Linked DNA regions of Zea mays: region 1 is linked to region 2. Evidence: chromatin contacts called from public Hi-C data. All regions are on one chromosome and are shown on one strand. The core of a region is the stretch at or near the end of the contact, and the rest is flanking DNA. Distances in the headings are between cores, read along the strand shown. Region 1 holds the start of LOC732770 (probable ion channel POLLUX). Region 2 overlaps LOC100285416 (embryogenesis-associated protein EMB8).

Region 1 (7,505 bases), core at 4,962-7,461, 230 kb before region 2:
CCCCTCCCCCATGGTCGCGGGCTTCTTCCCCGACGTAGACGCCCCCACACGGCCCTTTCCTTCGCCGACGATGTGACAAGCACCTTCAACTACAGCCTCCTTCTTCGGCCCTCTCCGACTTATGAGCTAGTTGTCTACACCGGCGATGATTAGGCCGGCTGCCCCGATACGCGTCGGTCGACCTCTAGCTATGTCGTGTTCTTGGGGACCAACCTCGTCTCCTGCTTCTCGGAGCGGCAGCTCGTCGTCTCCTGCTTCAACGCTAAGGTGGAGTACTATGATGTGGCCGACAGCGTGGCTGAGACGTCCTAGTTTCGCCAGCTACTCCAAGAGCTTTATAGCCCCTCGCTCGTGCCACCCCCATCTATTGTGACAATGTCAACGCGATCTACCTCTCCACCAATCCTATGCAACACCAACGCATGAAACACGGGGAGATCGACCTCCACTTTGTCCGCGAGCGTGTCGTCGTCGGTGATGTCCGCATCCCGACCACTTTGCAGTTCGCTGACATCTTCATCAAGGCCTTCGTCCATGGTTGTTATGGTCGCTAGCTCGGTGAGGGATTGGAGAGGGGTATCGATGGGCAGGAACGTCGGCCGGGGGCCTCTGCCCACGGTCGAGCAAGAGAAGGGTTTCTCCCTTCTAATTCTTGCCTACTTTATTTCTCATCCATTCATTACATAAATAGGCCGGCTGGTCATCCGTGTCTAGCTAGAGATCCTTATCTCCTTAAAACTCTCAACAAACTAACTGATAACCTTCCTAGATAATCTCAACTAATCTCCTAAATAATCTCAACTAATCTTCTAATCTTGTCTCTAACTATCCTTATCTAATCCCCCTTGGAGGGCCCATGGTTGCTGCTGCCTCAGCCCCTCCGTGGGCCTCCTTAGGCCCTGACACTACACCCCTTCTGGACAAGTAGCTCGTCCTCGAGCTGCAGCATGACGGGTGCTCAAAGACCGAGTCTACTTGACCCAAAACCAGACACTTAGAAGACAAGCCTTTTACATCTCGGCTTATCTTATTATTCCGAATATGATTTTTTTTACCCCATAAGACAAGGCGGACACCCTCCGCGTATTGGACTTGCACGTGTGCAACCACCTGGATCCCGTGGACGCCATCTGGACGAAAGGTGAGCACATGGACGGGCACCTGGAATAGGTCGCAACAATAACCAGCGGAGGCGCCCTCGTGGCGGTCGGTAGCGGAATGTGGTGGCGCTAAACAGTGCGCCGTTGCCGATGACGAGGGGAGTGCCTTCCCTACCGTCGCTGCCGTAGAGTTGAAGTTCGTCGCCCGCGGGACACGTACCATGCTCGCACTTGGAGATAGCGGCTCAGTGCCGCTGCTGATGGTCGGCCGACAGGGCGAGGTCGTGCCCGTGTGCTGCGGTCAACCGTCACCAAGGCTGCCTCGAGCATTTGCCGACGCATCTCACGCACTCTCTGTCGTGCAAGGAAGCCACGAGCAGCAGCCTGTATGCCCACAGTCGCCGACGTCTGGAGTTGTGCGCACAACGCCAGCTACTGTTGTTCATGTTGCACTGCTGCCTTGATTTGCAGCAGCCCCTACTCAACCATCCGGAGCGAGTCTTGCATCTTTGTGAGAACAACCCTTATGTTGGTCCACAAGTCCCCCATCGATGGAGCTAGTGATTGTTGAGCCGTGGCTGCCCCTGGTGGCGTGGTCCATGGGGATGGAGACACCGTCAACGAAGATGATGTGACGAAATTTGGCATTATCCCGAGAGATGGGCACGCCGGCGTCCAGGATGTGGTGACAAAATTGGCAGGCGATGCTGCCCATGGATGGGAACGCCGATTGCCAGGATGGCGTGACGAAGGTGGCATGTGGCACAACCCATGGAGATGGGGATGCCCGTTGCCAGGACGGTGTGACGAAGGTGACATGCGGCGCAGTCCATGGAGATGGGGACGCCGGTTGCCAGGATGATGCCACAAAATTAGCAGCAGAAACCATGGGATCGAATCGAAACCCAAGCTAGACGATATCAGATGTTATGGTCACTAGATCGGTGAGGGATTGGAGAGGGGTATCGATGGGCAGGAACGTCGGCCGGGGGCCTCTGCCCCCAACCGAGCAAGAGGAGGGTTTCTCCCTTCTAATTCTTGCCTACTTTATTTCTCATCTATTCATTACATAAATAGGCTGATTGGCCGCTCCTGTCTAGCTACAAATCCTTATCTCCTTAAAACTCTCCTAAAAACTCTCAACAAACTAACTGATAACCTTCCTAGATAATCTCAACTAATCTCCTAAATTATCTCAACTAATCTTCTAATCTTATCTCTAACTATCCTTATCTAATACCCCTTGGAGGGCCCATGGTTGCTGCTGCCGCAGCCCCTCCGTAGGCCTCCTTAGGCCCTGACAATGGTGTTCTCGAAGTTTCAGTCCAGTCTCAACATCTATATAGGCTAGAGTTGTGACTGCGGGGGTACGGGGTAGATGATTGTGTATCTATTCCTAATGTAATGGGTCTTGGCCCAGCTCATGTACTTGGGTATATATTAATACAGCTCCTACCCAATTAGGGTTAGGGGTTTCCCTATCCTAACAAACAGTACAACTTCAGAACTTTGATTCATGTAAATCCGAAGCAATAGCAACAGAGCCTTTTGTATACATGTACATTTGTGTAGAGAGAAAAATGATGTCACACAGAAATCCTAAAATAACATGATTCAAGTAAAATTGTAGGGACAAATATAGTTCACTGAGATGTACCTGTGCAAGGCCAGGTTGGAGTGCACATTGTATCATCAGACGTCCAATCACGTCATGGGCAACAACTGTTTCAATTAGTTCACCACCAACCAGTTTCACTAAAGGTTCATTATCAAGATCACTCATCTCTACAACAACATGGCCTCTTAGACCCTCCTTGACTCCAGTCAGACTCAGCACAACACGCAATGCCCGTGCATCACTCTAGGGGACACAGATAATGTGAGCATATGCAATAATATTAAAGGTTATCTCCAAAAATATTAAGGCAACATATACTGTAAAAAAGGTTATGGTGCTAACATGCTAACATCAAATCTTGCCCATTGAATCCATCATTTACAGTTGAGTGCAATCACACCACCTCTTCCTTAGACGACGCTCTATTCTGTGAAAATGTTCATGGTTCTTTAAAAAATAGTCTAAGAGAGAAGGTGAGATTGCACTCAGCCGTAGATGGTGGATTCGATGGACTAGATTTGATGTTAGCATGTTAGCACTCTAATACGTTTTACACTAGATATGTTGCCAAATATTAAATGTCTGTAGAACAAAATTACTGACTTGGTCTGCGTTTTCATCAGATGCTAAAACAATAATGGCCCGTGCTTTAGAAACAGAAACCTGAAAAAAAGCATCAGATGTTTGTTATTTGAGATCTTAATATGAAATGAGATGAAATCATCAAAAGGAGTACTGCATAGAACATGGAGCAAGTATAACCAGATGAGAAAAAAATAGAGGGGGAGACCGAGCCCACATAAGGGCTTGTTCGTTTTTCTCTCAATCCATGTGGATTTGGTGGGATTGAATGGGTTTAAATCCCGAACAAGTCAAATTCTTTCATGATTTTTTCCAATTCCATTCAATCCACGTGGGATAGGAATAACCGAACAAGTCTTAAGTGGGGTCTGGAGAAGGGAAGGTAACCAGATGAGAATAATCTCTGAAAAAGTTACCTTCTTCAAGTCTGCTAGAATTAGAGGACTGCCACTCCTGCATATTACAGATGTTCCCATGAAGTCAAATTCTAACTTTGCTATGTCCATCTCCATCTCTTCCTTGTCCCTTTCAGCTAGAACAACAACTACACCACCACCAATACTCTTGTTTGCTATAGCTAGCTGCTTCAGAAGAGAGCCCTGGTCCATAGTGCAGATATGGTGAGGCGAGCTATCCAATCATATCAACCTTGAAGAAGATAGAATTTAGCATTTACTGCAGAGTTTCTCTCAGTGGTATTAGAGGATAAAGTACAAAAATGAAGGGCATATTATCAGATCATATCTCTTTTTTACATACTAAAACAGATTTCCATCAGAATGTTACCAGCTTATCACTCCATCCGAGGATTAGTATGTGGTTGATCTCTATCACCTCACTTTTTCCCTTGCGCCAAGAATCCACCTTCTCTGATATTGCATCTGACACAAGCCCAAGCATTGTGGCAAACACCAGCATGCCTCCAGAGCTAATTGACACGGATACAATCCTCGGCCCCAAGCCAATCTGGTCGGCATGGTTTCCAGAATCTGCCACAAAAGTCCAGGAAAGCCAGAGAGCCTCCAGGAATCCACTTCCACTAACAACATACAGCGCAATTCCACCCAAAGCAATGAGAATTATGGTGGCTAATAGGAGGGCAAGAAGCTTGGCATATGGGTGTCCTGAGAAGAACACATCAACTTTGTAGGCGATCCTCTTCTTGAGAGGTACTTCTTCCTCACCACTTCTTCCTCTCATGGAATTTGTTTGTCTGCGTCGGAGCAGATCAATGTACTTAAACAGAAACAAAGGAATTGCAAGAGCAAAGATGGTACTAGATTGAGCTAAATTCCATCTCCGCGAACCAAAAAAAGCAGAGCCATGGTCCCTGTCAATCCAAGACACCTTCTCGGTACCATCACGGTCCCCAGCATTGGCCTCGCTGCATGATCTGATCTTTTCCTGGCATAATTTAAAGACTTCTAAATTGTTAGTGGCGTGAACCGTGATGCAAAGCAGTTAGCACATAATTTCGCAGATCACAGAGATATAACCTGGAGGCCCATAACTTTTATCCATTGCCAAACAGCGAGGGTAGAGCTTGCGATAGTTATGACCAGCAGCTGCCATAACTCAACGGAAATGGACCAAAATAGCACGCAGTCATCAGTGTGTAAAAAAAAAAGCACATCAGTCGTGAAAGTTACGACCAGCTTTTATGGCAGGCAAACGATACAGCTAGCATGACTCACGAGTGAGAGATACGGAGAGAGATCAAATCGCGGAGCGCGTGGGGGCGGGAGCGTAGGAGGAGGCGTCCTCCGCTCCTCAAGCAGCGCCGGGCGCTTCACCACGGAGGCCAGGCTCTTCTCCTCCTCCCGCTGCGACACCGCCACCCTCGGCGGCACCGGCACGGTGGGGTTAGCGCTTCGGCGTTCGGTAGTCGTCGCGGTCTGCTGCTGCCGCGGCGGGCGGGGGCGCGAGGCGTGCGGACCTAGGAACGACGGGTAGCACCAGTCCCGGTCAAGCACGCCGCCGTTGGGTGCCGCGTAGGAGGGGTCGTCCACGGCGACGGTGAGCCGCCGCGGCGCCGAGGACGCCCCCGCCGCTGACGCCGTATACGGCGGGAGGGGCGCCGTGGAGGAGCGGCGAACGAGGATGCTGTCCCTTAGACCGCCTCCGCCGCTTCCGCCTCCTCCTCCTGCTACCCTATCAGCGGCCAATATGGAGGCTGCAACAGAACCAGAGATGGTGCGCGACTTGGTGAGCTGCGGCCGCGGCGGGCGCGGGTCAGGGTTCGCCCCGTCCCCGGACCTTGGATCAGGGCTCGGACTCTGCGCCTCGCTGCCACCATCGCTCTCCGCCATTAGCACTAGCAGCGAGCTCGAGCTCCCCTCCCCTCGTGGTAATAATAAACCACACCCAAATGGCCCTTTAACCCTGCGATGATTACATACCCGCCCCCACTAACCCCACTTCACCAGCGACTCTGACCCGCGGGCCACCTCTTAGCGTCCCTACCTGTAAGACACACCCACCGCGCGATGCGGAGCCGTTTGGCCTTTAGCTAATGGAGGCACACGTAACTGTAAACCGCTACAGCAAGTCGAGATCAAGCAGGGAACGGCCGAAGCCGAACAGGAGGAGGCACAACCAGGCGGCACGGCAGCGCGGCGATCGCACGGGAGTCACGTGCGCGGCCGCAAAGGCGGCCGATCGCGTGATCGCCCGTGCCGCTCTGCGCCTCTGCCCCATCGAACACCCACTTGGTCCTACACTCCTACCGGCCTATCTCCACAGTCCGTCAGTCCCTGCGGGATCCACGGCCACAGCACAAGATCTTCGCGCCGCTGTTGTTCAGCCGGCGAGCATCCAGATACCACCGGAGTACCGCACCACGGTGGGGGCGGGAGGGAAGCCGATGTGACCGTTGTTTAGACGGATTGTGGTTACAAATAATCATGCCGACATATTACATTACAAACAGCATGCACGTTATTAAAGGTGTCAATGGAGAGCCGATATCCATTAACTCATTAGGAATTCTTTTATAAGGGTAAGTTTAGAAACCCCATTTTTTAAGATTTTTATTTTTTAAAAGAGATATTAGTTTATTTCTCTTGTAAAAATGGGAATTTCTTGGAAAAAAGAGTTGGGTATGTGGGTATGGGTACGGGAAATCAGAATTCAAACCCGATTAGTCATGGGTAATATTTACCTAGTAAAATAAGTGTGCATCCCAATAGTAAATAAACTCAACAACTAACTCTATTTCTACCAATCTTTTAGGTAGTGTTTGGTTAAGCATCGTCGACCCGTTGTTTTTGTTGTTTTGCATAGTTAGACAATGTTTTCTTGTTACATGTTAGATTTATGTGATGTATTGTTGTTGGGTGTCGTGTGGCTATTAATGTCATATAAAATACTAGGTGAGTACCCGTGCGTTGCAACGGGGACATATAATAACATGATAATTGTCAGTGTTTTGGGTCCGACCGCACACCCGGGGTTGCCCCTCAAGGTGTTTTTAGGAGTAGGACGGTGTTGCCGACTGTAGCTAAATGGTTCGTGCTGGACGCACGAGGAAAAATGGATAGTGGTTTACAGGTTCGGGCCGCTTTGACATGCGTAACACCCTACGTTCTGGCGAGAGTGTTTTACTTGGTGGGTTACAAGAGAGTTCTCTGACCCTGAGAGCGCAGAGAATTGGGTGGGTGGCTAGTAGTGAGTTCGATCGTTCTGAAGGGGTGCCCCCTAGGCCTTATATATTCGACCGTGGGGCAATACATGCAGATATGATAACAATGTGCACCTAAGAAATAGTGGACTGATTGAGTCTATCTTCCTATAGTTCCGCCGACTCATCCTCGCTTGGTTTCGCTGTACGGGGTTCCAGCGCGGGAAGGTCGGGTCTCTGTTGTGATTACTCGCTCGAAGTCGTTGGGCCGTCTGGATTCGCGTCGGTTCGGCCTTGTGTCAATCCGCTTCACTGGTCATTCCTCCCCAGGCCCACGAAGGGATGACCTTACGATTTATTGGGCCCTTGGGCCTTTCGTGAGGTCTTTATCCTTCCAGTGGACCCAGGGGATATCTGTCCCCCACAAGCCCTCGATCTTTGGGTTGATTTTGAAATAATCGGCCCAAAGATCCTAGGTCCAGCTTGCGATCTTTGTTTGTGACAGGAAATGTTTCTCTGGGTAATCCGATAGAAACGATTCCTTACTGTCTCCTTCTGCTCTTATCACTCGAAAATTGGTGTTCTG
Region 2 (7,357 bases), core at 3,046-5,545:
TCCCAGCCATACCACAACTGCATCTCCTTGCTGGTGAGCAAAAAAAGCTCCAGCAACGTTTGGTGGAGCTCCATCAAAGACACATCTGTTGAGATGATTCCAAAGTGGCCTTGCTGTGCCTGGACGGTGACCATATCATTAGCTCTAGACATGCCAGTCATCAAAGGACGTCTCTCCAGGCTGCGGTGGAAGGACCTGCAGGCTGAATCAGAACTGTTATGCAAAGACACTGGTGATGAGCAGATGATGGATCGTCTCTTCAGCCTGATCACAGTCTGGGCATCGAGCATGGTGTATTAGACCCCGTCATGCAAGTCGATTAGCAGTCCAACACCTGTTATGTGCGACCAACCACATGAAGAAATGGCATTTGTGTGTTGCCCATGGTTTCCCTATTGGCTCCCATGGCCTAAACAGGACAGCACACTGAATAGACCCTCATAAACCAACTTAGCTGAGTATTCTCCTTTTTTTTCCGAAACGCAGGAGGACTACGTGACATTATATTAAGAGGAGAAAAAGGGTCCTAACGGACCAGTACAAAACTAGAGGCCTCCTTACTGCGGCCACCAACAAGCGTACAAAAACTCATCCATGACTAACTACACCAAAGAAAAACGACCAAAGCCTAGACTCCAACAGATGAGAGCAGTGATTCTGCTCCACCATCTAATATGTTTTTCTTCGCATCTGTTATTTTGGCACAAGTTTTTTTGGTTCTCAGAAAGAAACAGTTTGAAAAGGTTCAATTGTACGAAATGAATTTCTAGATCCTGGGATTTCTTACCATCAAGTGAGAAAAAGCCTCGATTTCTGGAATTCCTTATTTCTATCTCATGCAAAAGAAGAGGATCCAAGGCAAAAACGAGAACAATAAAAGGAAGAGTCGTCAGCTTCTGGAACAAGACTTTGTAGACCCAATTTAGAGAATAAGAGAAACCAGATTTCTCTAGTGAAGATGCAAGTAGCCAGACAGTGTTGAATTGTCTCCACAGCCTGATCAGAAAGTGGGCAAGAATTAGGGTGGGACAGTCCTCTTTTTGCAAGCAGCTGAGTATTCTCCTGAAACTAAGAGGCGCTAGATATGTGGATCCTCCATGCCTGATTGCACGGGTTACTTGTGCTATCTGTTTTCTATCCTTTGCTTGCTGCTGCAGTGCTGCTTTCACTATAGTAAAAATTCTTGCACAGCAGTCAGAGGCATTATGACAATATAACTGCATTCTGCCTTCTAGGAATGGAAATTCCAAGTAAATGCACAAATGGTGGACTCAATCCACCCACCTAGCACTGTCACAAATAATAAGAGCATGGTCATTATTCACTATTGAGGACACATTAACCTTTGCCTTTTTGCAGACATCAACCTGTCTTGGCCCGACTTGCAAATTGGGAAGGTATTAAAAAGGTTTGACTCCATACCCTGCAATATTTCTTGGTATCAAACTGTTTATATAGTATTTACATTTTTTATAAACCTAAACCTCTTTAATTTTTTTTAAAAAAAAGGTTCCATGCCCTCTTGATTAGTCTTGTGGTTTGCTAGTCTGTGTTATGAAAAGGGTAATCTTCAAGATGCCAATTGTTTGACTAATTATGTAGCCTTTTGAATTCTTAGATTAGAGTAATTTGTTGTTTCTATTGATGGGCTCTTGATGACTGTATGATATCACACTGTTCATTTTTCTTCTCTCTCTAATTTGGCAGTCACGATCTATCCGAGAGTTTGACCACCATGCTACTTGTGTTGTCTCAAGATATGAGGTACCCTCTATCATTTGCTTTTATGGCAATCACTTCTCTATTATAAACAAATAATATTTCAAGTACTGCTGTAACGGCTGATATTGTTGAAAATTTTGAATATATCTGATCGTGTGCAGTGATCTTTTTCCCCCTTGCAGACAGTGGATACTTACTATCGCCGGTGCAGTAGTGCTAGTTACGTCGGAAATGTGTCAGTTCCCTTGCTTTGTATCAATGCTTTGGATGATCCTCTTTGCACAAGGGAGGCTATTCCTTGGGATGAATGCAGGTGAATTTTTCTTGTGGAACTCATGCTCCTCATTTCTGAACAGTTCTGTCTATGTATTAATCTTTAATTCATCACTAGGATCTTTATTTGATTTATGGCCCATAAGAATGTATTAATCAGAAGCGTCTTGATTTGATTTAGGGCCAATAAGAACATTGTTTTAGCAACTACTCCAAATGGTGGTCATCTTGCATTCTTTCAAGGACTAACTGCGCGGAGACTATGGTATGTCTTCTATAAATCAGAAAGTTACATGCTGTCAACATTCAGTATTACAGCACATATATCTTCTGTTAATGGATAATCTGAATTTGATGTCATCTGATATATTTTGTAGGTGGGTTGGAGCTACTTCTGAGTTCCTTTCTGCTCTTCATGACAGCTCCTACATGCATAGGCAGAAGGTGTGCAGGACACTAATTCATCAATGAAATTTGCCTTCTTGAATGCTGATCTTTTCTGTATGTTCACTAAAATATTTCATCTCATGATTAAATACAGGCAAATGATCATGTTTTGCTCTCGTCTTTGGAATCCTCCATTGATAAGAGTCCGTATGTTAATCTCATGGAAGATGGAATGGTAGCTGCGGTAACAAAAGATGGCCCTAGCAATGACGGGTCACCTTTGAACCATGCAGCTGATGAACAATTAAGTAACGAGGCGGGCGGTGGACAACAGAATGTGGTATCTGCATTGAACCATAATGAAAACTCCATTGGAGTGGGAAACGACAGCCCTGCAGAGCCAGTAAAACAGCAAGGTGATGACATCCACAGCAATAAGCTTCATGAGATAATTGCTCCTGTCAAGAGATCTATGAGCCAACTGACTCGATACCAAGGGAGGTCAGTCTGGTTGCTTGCCTACATTGCTTTTGTAACATCCTGGCCGCTGCTTGGCTCCCTAGCTTTCATCACCTTCCGGAAAAAGTCCAGGAATCCGTTGCGAGCTAAATGAATCATACTTATATTATGTTATTACAATTACATCATGCAACATCCTCTGAGCTACGAAGGCCATTTTTCCCCGGGTCGTCACAGCTCCTGTGTACAGTATCATCACCGATCATCAGCAAACATTGGGGGCGCCTGGATAAACTGATACTTTGTAATTTGTATTGTATTTACAACAAAATAATACGCAGGATAAGCATCTGTGTAATTTTACTCGGTAAATCTGGCTGGATTTGCTGTTTGGCATCTGTCGAGCTTAACATTATTTTTAATCCAAAGGATGCGAAACGTGTGGTGAATGAACGGTAAAAACTATCAGATAGTTGAGGCGGGAATTTTAATTTTAATTTATTACTACTTTTTTGTTGGTGGGTGGAAAGAGCAGTACCTTTTGATGTGGCGACGGCATTACGGTCACAGCGACCATTTCAAATCTGCAATGATCTAGTAAATCTTTGCGGCTTGGTACGTGCACGTTTCCGTGCCACTGGAATCTCTCTCAGCTTTTCCCTATTTCACTTTGGTGCTCTGGCTTGCACGCATGTGTGCCCTGGATTCATAGGGCTAGTGTGACAATCCTATTTTTCCAAAGAATTTTAATAAATAGGTTCATTTTCAATAAAAATCTCTTGAAAAAATAAAGTTCTTAGACTAGCTCTAAGATATTAACTCTTCCCCTGTGACGATTGACCTTGAGTTTTGAATAAGTTTCGGAGATCAACTTGACCACTCTTTGCAGGATAAGTCTCATATTTATTTGTGGGTTACGCAAGTCAGTTGGACTTTCTCTAGACAGTTGCTCACCTGCTAATTCGCTGTCTTCCTCTAAGATATTGCTTCACCCTTGCAATTTGCACTACATTTCAGAATGTTATCAAATTCTGTGGTCAACCACAATCCGTGGTGGAAATTGTCTTGCTCTCGATAATAATAAAAGAGGCCCACGACGCTGACACCATAGCTCCTCGAATTGTCAAGTGTACTACTGCACGTTGCGTTTCGCAAAGTCTTCAAGCGAGAGAGAGGATGGCCGACCCTATTTTAAGTAGAGGAGGGGGTGGGGCCACTGGACACTGGCCACCCGGTACTGATTTGGACTGCTGGAGGAGCAGAGCCCCGGTGTTCTCTGTGTGGATCTGTTTTGTTTTTTTCCCTGTGTGACCTCACTGGTGATGTCAAAAGGATGCGCGTGTGGTTCTTCTAGGGCCGTGCCATTGTGGCGCGCGTGTGTCGTCGTCAGGACTGGATTGCGTGATCTGCACCGTTGCATTCGCAGCCTTAGGCTGCGCCCAGCGGTGAACGCTAGGCATCTCCTCCCCTTTTATGGCGCCTGCATGTGACACTTTATGACCCCAGCGCTGTCCCTACAGTGTCCCTAAGCGCCGGCTCCATCATCTCTCCCCCCAGATATAGCGTGTCACTGTTTATCCACCAACACTGTGCTGTAGGTCCACGAGTAATTGTTAGTAGATAAAAAATTGATAATAGATATAGAAAATGATATTTTATAGTTGTAGTGGGGTATAGAGGGAGTATTTAGGGGGAATCGCTGCGGGAGATGAAAAAATAGGGGTAAAATGTTGATGATGTGACCAAAAAAAGTGATATAGAGGGAAAAATTTAGGGGTAACGCTTGCGGATAGCCTTAGACTATCTAGAGCATATTACCTATCACACTTCTTATTTCACTCTTTATTTTAAGTTTCACACTGTATACAATATCGTCTAAATATAAAATAGTATTTTGCACGTCTATTTACACGGTCTTCTAAGCCTTAGACTAGCTGCACCATCGTAGCCTCCTCCCCTCGCACGGTAGCTCCCGTAGGGGCTACGCTTGCCCACTAAGTGCCGCAACGTGGTCCTCTAAATGGGGTACAGTATAAGGGGACCACGTCCTCTCTCCTAAGATCTAGGGGCAACTCTAAACACAATTAGCTATTGTTTTGTGTGCACGTGAGATATAGGAAATTGTATTTTATGATTGTAGTGAGGTATATGAAAAATTTAGGGAGAACCGGTGCGGGAGAGAGAAAAGTAAGGATATAATCTAGATGACGTGACACAAAAGTGGAGTATAACGGTGAAATTTAGGAGAAACCGTTGCAGACAATCTCCAACTCTAGCTGTCGAAAACTTCATTATTAAGGATTAAGAGTTATTTAAGATTTTCCACCAACTTTATTTCACACACTCTGCTATAGAGCAACTTTTTTTAAAAAACCTAGAGTTTTATAAGACCTCTTAGATACTGTTCTAGTCTTTTTTTTTCCTAAAACAGAGTTTATCAAGATACATTTATGAGAATGTTTAGTTCTACCAACTAAAGTTTTATAAAAATAATTACACAAATGAAGACTAAAAGTGAGACAAATTTATTAAACCTAACTAAGATTATATTTAATACTCATAAATGATATTCAAACATCATGAACTAAACTTTAGTTAGAGAAACCAAACAACCCCTATATTTTGTAGACTAGAGTGAAAAAGTAAAGCAAACAATTACAAACAAACTCTAAATTCTCTCATGTGCCTAAGAGAGGAGTAGCATGCATGGCAAGCGTTCATGAGGATGAGAGTTGATTTAGTGACCACCGATTGCAATAAACTAGTGCTTTGTCAAGCAGAATTAGCATAATGCTATTGATTATTAATGACTTTTAAGGTGTAATTTTAACTATGATATATTAAAATATAGTTCTGGTATCTATGTATAAAGGATCTTAGCTCGTTATTTTATCCACTATAAAATGAAGAATCAAGGAGTATACCTTCGCAATTAAGAGGAGTCGTCATGGAAAGGTGACTTCGATGGTCGATGTAGTTAGCAGTGGTGGTGGCCTTCCCTCTGTTTCCGCGCGGAGATAGATTTATCTCGTTAGTGTGTGTATGGGCGAGATTGTTGCGTCCCAGATTAGGTTATGAGAGAGATGTTTGGCTCGGTTCTACGACCCAGTCCAACCGAGCCCAAATAATATTAACCCAACATTTCCACAATGATATCATGCTTATTCGCATATATTTAGAACTTAATTTCTTAACTGCTTAATCTATTAGCTTACAATTTCTACTCCTCAATAGATCAATACACCAAAACTAAAGTGTTATAGTAATCAGTCATGCGCTCCTGAACTCAATAACTATAGTACACATTTTTATCTCAAAGCAAATACTTGCCATTGAGGGAGATGGTTGCATTGATGAGCCCTTAATCTAGAATCATAGTTGATCCATTAAATCCATATTGGCTACGTGTTTTTTAAATATGTTGGATGGAAGCTGAAAGGATCATGATGCCCAAGAGAGGGGGTGGGGTGAATTGGGCTTTTCTAAAATTCTTACAAAATATTAAACCTAAACAAGAGCCCAATTTCACCCAATATACTAGCAAAAGGTAAAAGTATGAAATGGAGAACAACCCTAAGTCATTATGGCAAATACTAGCAAAGCAAATACACAAAGTAAAATGCGGAAAGTAAAGTAGGGACAAGAAGACTCCTCCATTTTTTCCGAGATATCGAAGAGTCGGCACTCTCCACTATTCCTCGTTGGAGCACCCGCACAAGGGTATCGCTCCCCTTTGGTCCTTGCAAGAACCAAGTGCTCACTATGAGATCATCCTTTGTCTCTTCGGCGCGGTGGATCCCTCCCGATCACGTACAATCATCGAGTCAGGTCACCAACAAATCCTGTGGGGTGATCACCGAGCTCCTGATCGCCACCAAGCCATCTAGGTGATGCCGATCACCAAGAGTAATAAGCCATAGACTTTCACTTGACCAAGAAAAGCATAATGCATGCGGTGTGCGCTCTAGGTGGCTCTCATACGCACTAATGAGGTCCTAACATGGGATTATGATTTTGCTAATCATCTCACTAGGCTTTATGGACTTGCAATGCTCTAGCAAGAAATTATAGGTGGTTGGGGCAGCAAGACACTTATTATGGCTGATGGAGGGGTATAAATACCCCACCCATCAAAAACTAGCTGTTGCAACAAACTCTGCGCATGGGCACACTGGACAGTCCGATGCACCAACTGTGCACTACCAACTTCTAGTTCTGACAACTAGCCATTGTTGTTGAGTTGCACCGGACACATCATAGTACCAGTTCGGTGCACACCACACAGTCTGGTGATGGGCTAAAAATCAACTGTTCGAACAGTGCGTTCTCGGGTTTCTGTTCACTCAGGGTTCGCTTCTCGGGCACTATCGGGCCTGCTGTCCAGGGGGACCACCGGACAGTCCGGTGCCCCTAAGACAACAACACCTTTTATTTTCTTAAGATTATCTAAACTATTTTTGATTCTAACTTGTGAGTGAGTTCTAGAGTGACACCTAGCACTAGTTGTGAGTGTGAA

The links. Hi-C and Micro-C count contacts between places; a contact is called where the count stands out from the background.
Region 1: a Hi-C map of leaf shows a contact between it and region 2, with 2.1 times the contacts expected there. The contact joins the promoter of LOC732770 here to the enhancer-like site in region 2. A contact is called at or near these places in 6 of 25 Hi-C or Micro-C datasets (bundle sheath, endosperm, leaf and 2 more).

Annotation. Positions count from the first base shown.
Region 1 is chr3:179,490,012-179,497,516 of Zm-B73-REFERENCE-NAM-5.0, reverse strand. LOC732770 (probable ion channel POLLUX) reads right to left here and starts at 6,211. Exons shown (of 12, transcript XM_008676553.4): 1 at 4,995-6,211; 2 at 4,797-4,865; 3 at 4,087-4,704; 4 at 3,717-3,899; 5 at 3,322-3,381; 6 at 2,758-2,961. The coding sequence starts at 5,609.
Region 2 is chr3:179,256,384-179,263,740 of Zm-B73-REFERENCE-NAM-5.0, reverse strand. It overlaps LOC100285416 (embryogenesis-associated protein EMB8), which reads left to right. Exons shown (of 14, transcript NM_001158309.1): 9 at 1,360-1,408; 10 at 1,708-1,764; 11 at 1,905-2,035; 12 at 2,177-2,260; 13 at 2,373-2,439; 14 at 2,537-3,287. The coding sequence ends at 2,995. Among protein-coding and RNA genes, the nearest start is that of LOC100285416, 13 kb to the left of the region's middle. Within about 2 kb of position 4,295, at least 20 of the 20 cell types and tissues checked have an H3K27ac peak or open chromatin away from gene starts, as enhancers often do. A contact at or near this core is called in bundle sheath, endosperm, leaf and 1 more, where this site is marked.